Regions from separate parts of the Urocitellus parryii genome. Here region 1 is linked to region 2. The links are chromatin contacts, called in public Hi-C maps. All regions are on one chromosome and are shown on one strand. Each heading gives the region's core, a stretch centred on a gene start, on an enhancer-like site or on the middle of the called end of the contact. The rest is flanking DNA. Distances are from core to core; before and after follow the strand shown. Region 1 holds the start of Tulp4 (TUB like protein 4). Region 2 holds the start of Tmem181 (transmembrane protein 181).

Region 1 (3,961 bases), core at 324-2,823, 260 kb after region 2:
ATGGAGACCCCAGATACGAGAAGAAAAACAAAGAAAGGGAATTCTAGACGGATCTTTACACTCTTCAAAACCCTTAGAGACAATTTCCTCTGTGCTAAAACCTGCCTACTAAGCGGGGGGGGGGGGGGGGGGGGTCCCCGTATAGAAAAACCCTGGAAACGGTTCCCTGGCCAGGGAAAATGATTATCCCCAGGGGAAGAAGTCTTACCAGACTTTCGGATCACCTGGGCGAATTAGCCGGCAGGATGAACAGGTCCCTCCCTAAGGGGCATCAAGCTCAGACAGAGGGCATCACCCTAATTTCTCTCCACAAAGCCAGATGGCCCTCATCTTCTCAACCATGAAGTGCCGTCGTGACAGGAGGAGGAGACGACTCCCTGCTAATTGCCCCAAGCGGGTCAAACTTTGCATCGGCATGATGCACTGGGTTTTGAGGCACAGGGAAGGAGGAAGGGTTGGTACTGGGAGCGGAATCTCCGCGATTTGCCAGAGGAAACAGCAGGCTCCAGACAGCAGAAGCGCCGGGATTTCCATGCAGCTGCCACGACAGGTGACCGGGCCGCTTTGCAGACACCCCGCTCGCTCCCCGGGCTTCACCGAAGGTGGGGCGGGCAGGAAGGGGAAGGAAGGAGGGAGACTGGACCGAGGACGGGAGGTGGGCAGAGCAGGGAGGGAAAGCCACTCCATCCCGACGGTGCGGCGGCCAGGGGAGCACAGCCCCGTCTCCCCGGGGAAATCATTTTAAGGGATTTTCTGTCTCCACAATTAAGAAGAAAAAAATGGCTCCAAGCCAAACGCCTCCTGATTTACACACACACACACACACACGCACGCACGCACACCCCGAGCTCCGCTTTCGCACCATTTTCTCACGGGCTCGAACAAAAGGCTACCCAGCAAAGCCGCAGCCACGGCCGCCCGGGGCCGGGTCAGACGCCCTCGGCGCCGCGCCCTCGGCCCGAGTGCAGACGGCCCACCCGCCCGCCCGGCCCCGCGCCCGCCCGCCCCGCCCGCCGCGCCCACCACGCCCGCCGGCGCCGGGCCCGCGGGGACACTGGCCGGGGTCCCGGGGCGCTCCGGGCCGGCGCCCCTCCCGCGGGACGGCGCGGCACCCCTGCCCGCCGCGGCCGGAGACAGCAGCCCCCGTGCCGCCTCACCTCCCGCGCCGTGGCGGCGGCCCCGCGCCTCTCCGCGCCTCTCCGCCTCCGCCTCCAGCAGCCCCGCCGCCGCCGCCGCCGCGGCCTCCCCCCGCGTCTCGGCCGAAGTCTCCGCCTCCCTCGGCCGCCGCCGCCGCCGCCGCCGGCCCGGCTGCGCGCCACGTGACCGCGCCACGTGACCCGGCGCGGCGAGCGGCGCCTCCCGGGCCAGCCCGCCCGCCTGCCTGGACCCGCGCTGCTGGCCGTTGGCGCTGCCCGGGCGGTTGGCGCTGCCCTGCCGAGCGCGGGGTGGTCTCGGCCCCCGTCCCCTAACCACCCCGTCCCGCAACTCCACCGCGCTCACCTGGCGCGTGGCTGGAAACAGAGCCACTGCCAGCCGGGGCATCCGCCTCCACCCGGGAGACCCCCAGCCTCGGCAGCCTCCCGCCCGCCACTCGCGCGCGCGCACACACACGCACACTCGCGCGCGCGCACCCGACAGCGCTCTCCCCTGGACCACAGCTGTACCCAGGCTGCACGACGGCCAGACGGTGCCTAGCGTGGTCTTCGGAGCCTGGCGAACGCGAAAAACCCTCACACCCCACAACGTCAGGATCTGTGTGCTGTCCTGACTTCAGTGGGGCCGGAAGTGGACATCACGTAGTGCCTCCAATTGAGAGCCATTAGAGAGCACGGGTTTGCTCATTCTATGAGCCAGCGTGGCTTCCCATGAAAACAGTCGTTGAAATGCCTTCGATGATGATGATGATCTCACTTCGAGGATCTCTTTTTCAGTTGGTCTTACGGAGAAAGGAGTTGATAGTGTCATTTTAACTCACACAGGCAAGAACTCAGACCCTTTCCCCACATTAAAATTGATATTTTGATAGGAATGAAAACTTCAGTCATTTTTCCTTCATTTTTCATCCTTACAAAGAAAAGGCATTGCTGACTGTAGGACTGTTCTCATATGTGTAGTTTAAAAGAGAAGATCCAGCATCCTTTCTTCCTTGAATTGAGGCACAGTTAAGAATAGTAGCCACTCTGCAAGTGCTCAGCAGAGTTTTCTATTTGCCTATCTGCATAAATTCAAATCAGTTTCAGATTAAGAATTACTGCTTCTGTGAATTTGGTCAGAAAGAAGGAAGTTGGACTCAATCTGTCAAATTATAAAATTCCATACCTGCAATTTTTAAAATGTCGACAGATGCTACCTAGCTATCTTTATCTCTAAAAAGGCAATTTTAGGCCAACGTGGTGGCACAAACATGTAATCCCAGCTATTCAGAGCCTGAAGCAGGAGGATAGTAACTTGGAGACCAGTCCATCAAGGGCTTTGGGAAACCCTGTCTCAAAACAATAAAAAGGACTGAGGATGTAGCTCCGTGGTAGAGCACCTCTAGGTTCAATATCCAGTACCATAAAAAAAAAAAAAAAATCAGCAATTTTAAAACAATATTACTTCATATATGAGTTCATATAAACAACATATTTGATAGAAGTACTAATTCACCATTATTTCATAACAATATAAGCACCCCTAAACTAAATTTTAAAATATTTAAGAAACAAAACTACATTCAGATTTTAGAGTACCTTGAATATAAAAAGATAATTCTTAATGAGTGTCATTACTACAGTGCTTCAGTTTAATGCTCCATAAAATTCTACATCCTGTGGGGAAAACAAAATTTACAGTTTCTAAGCAGAATTACTTTAAAAATACATATATAACATTTTATAGCTTTATTTTATTTATTTTTTTATATAGGGATGAGGATCAAACCCAGTGAGTGCCTCACACATTAGGCAAGTGCTCTATCACTGAGCCATAATCCCAGCCCAAAAATACATATATAACATTTTTAAAGTACTTCTCTCTCTCTCCCTTCCCCTTTCCCTCCTTCCCACCCCCACACAGCGATCAGCAGCAATTAGAAACCTGGAGCAAATTATGAAAAATCTGAAACTGAGGATGAAAGATGAAAACACAGTTGAAGAACTTTCTTGAACCAACAAATACCATCTATATATAACAGTAAATTATTTAATACCATCAAGACATTTTTCTTCTGCAAAATAAAAACACCTTGAAACTACTCTTTTGCTAGCACCATAGTTTTCCATATATTTCCTTTTACTGTTCTGTTCCATTTCTCTCAGTAGCTGCCTTCTAGCCCTTACTTTCTTTCTACCATCTTAGAGATCTACTCCCTTCCTCTGCATTTTCAGAAGCAAAATGGTTTGCTTAAGACCTTTAATTTAGAGGCTGGGGCTGGGCCTCAGTGGTAAAGTGTTTGCCTTGCACTGGGTTCAATCCTCTGCACTACATGAAAATAAACAAAGATACTATGTGTTCATCTACAACTAAAAAAAAAAAAAAAAATTTTTTTTAAAGACCTTTAGCTTCGGGGCTGGGATTGTGGCTCAGTGGTAGAGTGCTCACCTAGCTTGTGCGAGGCCCTGGGTTCAATCCTCAGCACCACATAAATAAATAAAGATATTGTGTCCAACTACAATGAATCTCTTATATATTTATTAAAAAATAAATATATAAGAGATTCATTTATAATAATTTGTTAAATCTGTTGTGAACCAGCATTTTGCACTTTAAAAAACTTTCTCAGGAAATGAAAAGAGTGGCCTCTTATTTAGAAATTTGAAGCAACCGGGAGCCATTAGGAAGAGGGAGACTTGGCAAAGGGGACCATTCCACCAGCCTTCAAAATCCCACTGGTCCAATAACCTCATTTTTTTTTTTTTTTAGTTCTCGACGGACACAACATCTTTGTTTGTATGTGGTGCTGAGGATCGAACCCGGGCCG
Region 2 (4,035 bases), core at 940-3,439:
GAACATGATTCTGACCAAGCCTGATGTCCCCTCAAGCACTAGGAGATTCGGCAGGCTTGGGACCCTGAAGCCATAGCAGGATCCACAGAGCTTAATTTGTTCACCTTCACTGATGGCAGAGATGGGTCTAATCGATACACTCCTACTCAAAAACACCCCAGGATGAAAGACACATGTGAAATGCACTCGGCTTGCGCACCAAGCAAGACCCACACAATGCCAGCCTTACTGACCTCTTCAGAGAAACGCAACAGAGAAGCAAAGCAACCAAAGGGCACAAGGAAGCCTCGGCAGCAGAGCTCAAAAAGAAGCCACCTGACCACTCTTCAAGATGCAGCCTATACCTCTCCTGTCCTGGCATTATCAGAAGGGATGGAGGTGGCAGGAAACTCCTGGTTGAAGCCTTAAAAACTAAGGCTCTGACTGGTTCTGCTGGCAATCTCTCTGTCTTTTTAAAGAGCAGGTTGAGCCATCCGTGAGCTGAGAGGTCACTGGGGCCAGGGTTTGCAGTGTGGGCAGTGTGGCATCACGCTCCTGAGAAGTTTGCTGGCATTGCCCTGGCTCCTCCAGGCAGCTGTCTTCTCCTGATCTCTCCCACCCACTTCCTTCTTCAGGCTCCAACCCTGCTCCTGTCCCTTCTGGCCTTGGACAGCACTCTGACCTAACCAGACATGCTTCAGATGTTTGGCCTTGAGTAGGATTTTATTTACTGCCCAAAACCTTTAGTGATTCCCAGTTCAGTGCCACACTGAACACTGGACGATGTGGCGCTCTGACCTCCGGATATCCACACCCTACCACCCCACCCCTTTGCCCAACAGAGCCTGAGGCACACCTCCCGGACAGCAAGTGCCCACAGCGGGTCACACTGTGGGTATCAAATCTCTCATTCAAGCTGCAGTAAACAGTTCCTCCCCAAGACCTTTCCTTGGTTAATGGCTTCCGTTTGGGCTAGTCCCCTGGCCTGTAGCAGACAGTGTAGGCAGGGGACCTGGGTTCCAGTTCTGGCCAAAGTCCAATCCCCTTCACATACTCCACTATTCCCCACAGAATGGGTCAAGGCAAGAATCCCAAATGCCCTGCCCAGCCAACCAACCCAAGAGGTCCGTAAGAGGACCCTTGAAGCATGCAGCCACCACTGTGCCACAGGGCCACATATCTGGAAGGCACCTTTACCTGAGTGTTCCAAGACGCAACACAAGAGCAACACTGCTAACACACCTCCACCTGGCTTTTATTTAAAAGAGAGACCTTTAAAACATCCACCTGGGCCTGACACTTAATGCCAGCCTGGTTTTCCACCCTGTGCTGAAGTGACCAACTAACTTGCAAAAGCAGGAGGGGAAAAGTGTCCTTCTACCACAGGCGCTTGCCTGGAGGCAACCTCCCCCACCACGTTACTTTTCTGCCTCTAGAACCCCAAATCAACCTCTAACCCACACAGTCCCTCCCTCCTGAGGCCGCCTTCCCGGGCCACCCTGCAGAGCCCGGCAAACCTCCTCGCTGCGGGACTCGCACTCGGCCCTGGACCTTCCGCAGCTCCACTCAGCGCCAAGCCTCCCACCAATCCCCTCTCCGGACGCTCCCTGGGGTCACCCGGGTGACTCTGCGGCATCAAAAGCAAGCTTTAGGGACGGCGTCCCTGGGGCCACCCAGACAGGTTTTTCCCCATTAAAGCCTCTGCACTTCACAGGGGACTCGGCCAAAGTCAGCAGATTGCAAAACTCATAAAACTCGGCATCCCAGTGACCCTGCGAGGCGGTGCCGGCTCCAGCGTGCCCACGTCACCAGCGCCTCGGGAGGCGCCCCCGGGCAGCGCCCCCAGTCGCGCGCCCGGCAGCCGCGGGGAGGGGGTGCGTCCGGCTCCCGGTGCGGAGGCCGGGGCTCGGGGTGGCCAGGGCCGCCCGCTGGCCAGACCCCGGGGCGCACCGCTCCCCTCCTCCTGCGGGGCGGGCCGGGGGCTCCGGTCGCCTCCCCTCGCCGCCACCGCCCCCGGGCCGGGCCCGCGCGCCGCGCCCCCTCGCCCGCCCGCGAGCCGCACGCGCGGAGGGCGCCCCGGGCAGAGCGCCCCGCACCCGGACCCCCGGCTCCGCCCGCCCGCGCCGGCACTCACGGTTCCATCTCGGCGCCCCCGGCCGGCGCGCCCGGAGCCGCGCAGCAGCCGCGGCAGCCACAGCCGGAGCGACGGCGGCCGCGGGCAGCGGACCGGGAAAACGCGTCAGAGCGCGACGCGCGGTCACGTGCGCGGAAGCGGAGGGCGCGGAAGCGGCGACCGCGGTGGGCGCTGGCCAGCGCGGGGCACCGGTCCTCCGCACGCCCGTCGCCTCAGTCACGACCCAGGCCAACCGAAGGGCCGCAAGGGCACGAATCCCGGAGCGGGGCCACCTCTGGGGACCAGGCCGCAGTCTCCAGCGCCCTACACACGTGTCTGCTTCCTCTTTCGTCTCCAACCGCGAGGTCCTTGCACGGAACTTTCACTGGCCAGCGTGTGAGCGCGTCCCGCCAGAAAAGCATCCTATACCCGCTCTGCCTTTGGTAGTTTAGGGGGTTTTAAGCATCCCTCCCAGTCTATTAGACTGCAACGCGTATTTTATTACCAATATTTAGCCGTAACATTCCATCACCATCCCCTGTGACTGCTTTTATTTGTCCTCCTCTTCCCAGGACCTGGCACCAGTCTAGCACAGAAAGACACCAGCGCACGAGTATTGAACAGATGACTGAACTGGATTTGTCAGGTGACTAACAATATACCAGCCTATGTTCCAATAGTTTAAGAGAATGGGGACCACTTTCCCAAGGAATCAGAGGGAATGGGTTTCAGGGGACTAGTAAGTGGTTAAACGGGCCCCTGCCTTCTGGCTAGGGTGAGCAGCTAGTTCTAGAAGGCCTAAGAATTCCCTAGTTCTAGCACTAAAAGTCCTATGTCCTGGAAACCCCCTCCGTCCAGACAAACCAAGACAATTGATCACCTTATTTCTGACCCATGTTTTTCTTAGTTACTGGTCTAAAGTGTCTTTGCTTGGTTCCCTCAAAATAGAAACTGAGACAGTAGTGTCCATGTTAACTTTGTTGGGAGCAGGGAAACAAGGAGAGAGAATAAAGTTTAGACGGGGACAGAGAAGAGTACGCTTGGGGAAGTGCAAGCTGGTCAGAGCTTTCAACACAGCTGGCTGCTCAGCCTTGCAGGAGAGACTCATAGAAACTACAGGGTCAGGAGACAATCTGTTGGCTCTGTCCTGTTACCTGTCTCTCATTGGTCTCCCATTGGTCAAAGTCTGATCTACACATCCAGGTAACTTTACCAGCCCCTGCAAGTGGCTACTGATGGCTAGCAGCATCTGAAGGTACCAGTACAGCCAGTACAGGGTAAATGAGGCTCCCTTGACAGTCAGCACCCACGGGCTCCTTTGCTGGGGCTGCACGTACAGAGGGTGGAACTATGGGAAACTTTTCCAGCATAGCTCAGGCAGGAAAGCAAGCGGGGAGGCCCATGGTCCTGTGGGGTGTGGACCCAGGCAGACCAGGGGGATCTGGGGATCCAGCACAAAGAAAGAGAAGGTTTGGAATATTTGTTACAAAGACTGGGGAAATGGATGGCCTGGGAAAGCCTAGCAGTACTCCAGGGCTTCATGAGGCCTCAGCTCACAGTGGTGACTTCCTATCAATGGTGACCTTTCTGAAACCTGCCTGGTGGCAAGTGCCTCCTGCTGACCAGGCAGCCTGGCATGACAAGGGAGCTTGGGTCCTGGGCAAAGATTAGGGGCCGTGAGACAAAAGGAAGTGAGAATCACTTGAGGAACTTTAAAAAAACCATAATGCCAGGGCTAGGGTTGTGGCTCAGTGGTAAAGTACTTGCCTAGCATGTGTGAGGCCCTGGATTCGAGTCTTAGCACCACATATAAATACAATAAAGGTCCATTTACAACTAAAATAAATATATATATTTTTAAAATGCCCAGTGAAATGAAACCAGATCTAAAGTGCAGTGTAGGCACCAGTGGTTTCCAAAGTTCCCTACAGGATTCCAGTGTA

What was found. Hi-C and Micro-C count contacts between places; a contact is called where the count stands out from the background.
Region 1: a contact with region 2 is called in a Hi-C map of muscle, with 5 times the contacts expected there. The contact joins the promoter of Tulp4 here to the promoter of Tmem181 in region 2. A contact is called at or near these places in 2 of 2 Hi-C or Micro-C datasets (liver and muscle).

Annotation. Positions count from the first base shown.
Region 1 is chr8:9,052,711-9,056,671 of mUroPar1.hap1, forward strand. Tulp4 (TUB like protein 4) reads right to left here and starts at 1,574. Exons shown (of 15, transcript XM_026393843.2): 1 at 1,501-1,574.
Region 2 is chr8:8,790,233-8,794,267 of mUroPar1.hap1, forward strand. It overlaps Tmem181 (transmembrane protein 181), which reads right to left and starts at 2,190. Exons shown (of 17, transcript XM_026393833.2): 1 at 2,114-2,190. The coding sequence starts at 2,121. LOC144256717 (a long non-coding RNA gene) reads left to right here and starts at 2,311. Exons shown (of 3, transcript XR_013344217.1): 1 at 2,311-2,488; 2 at 2,665-2,738.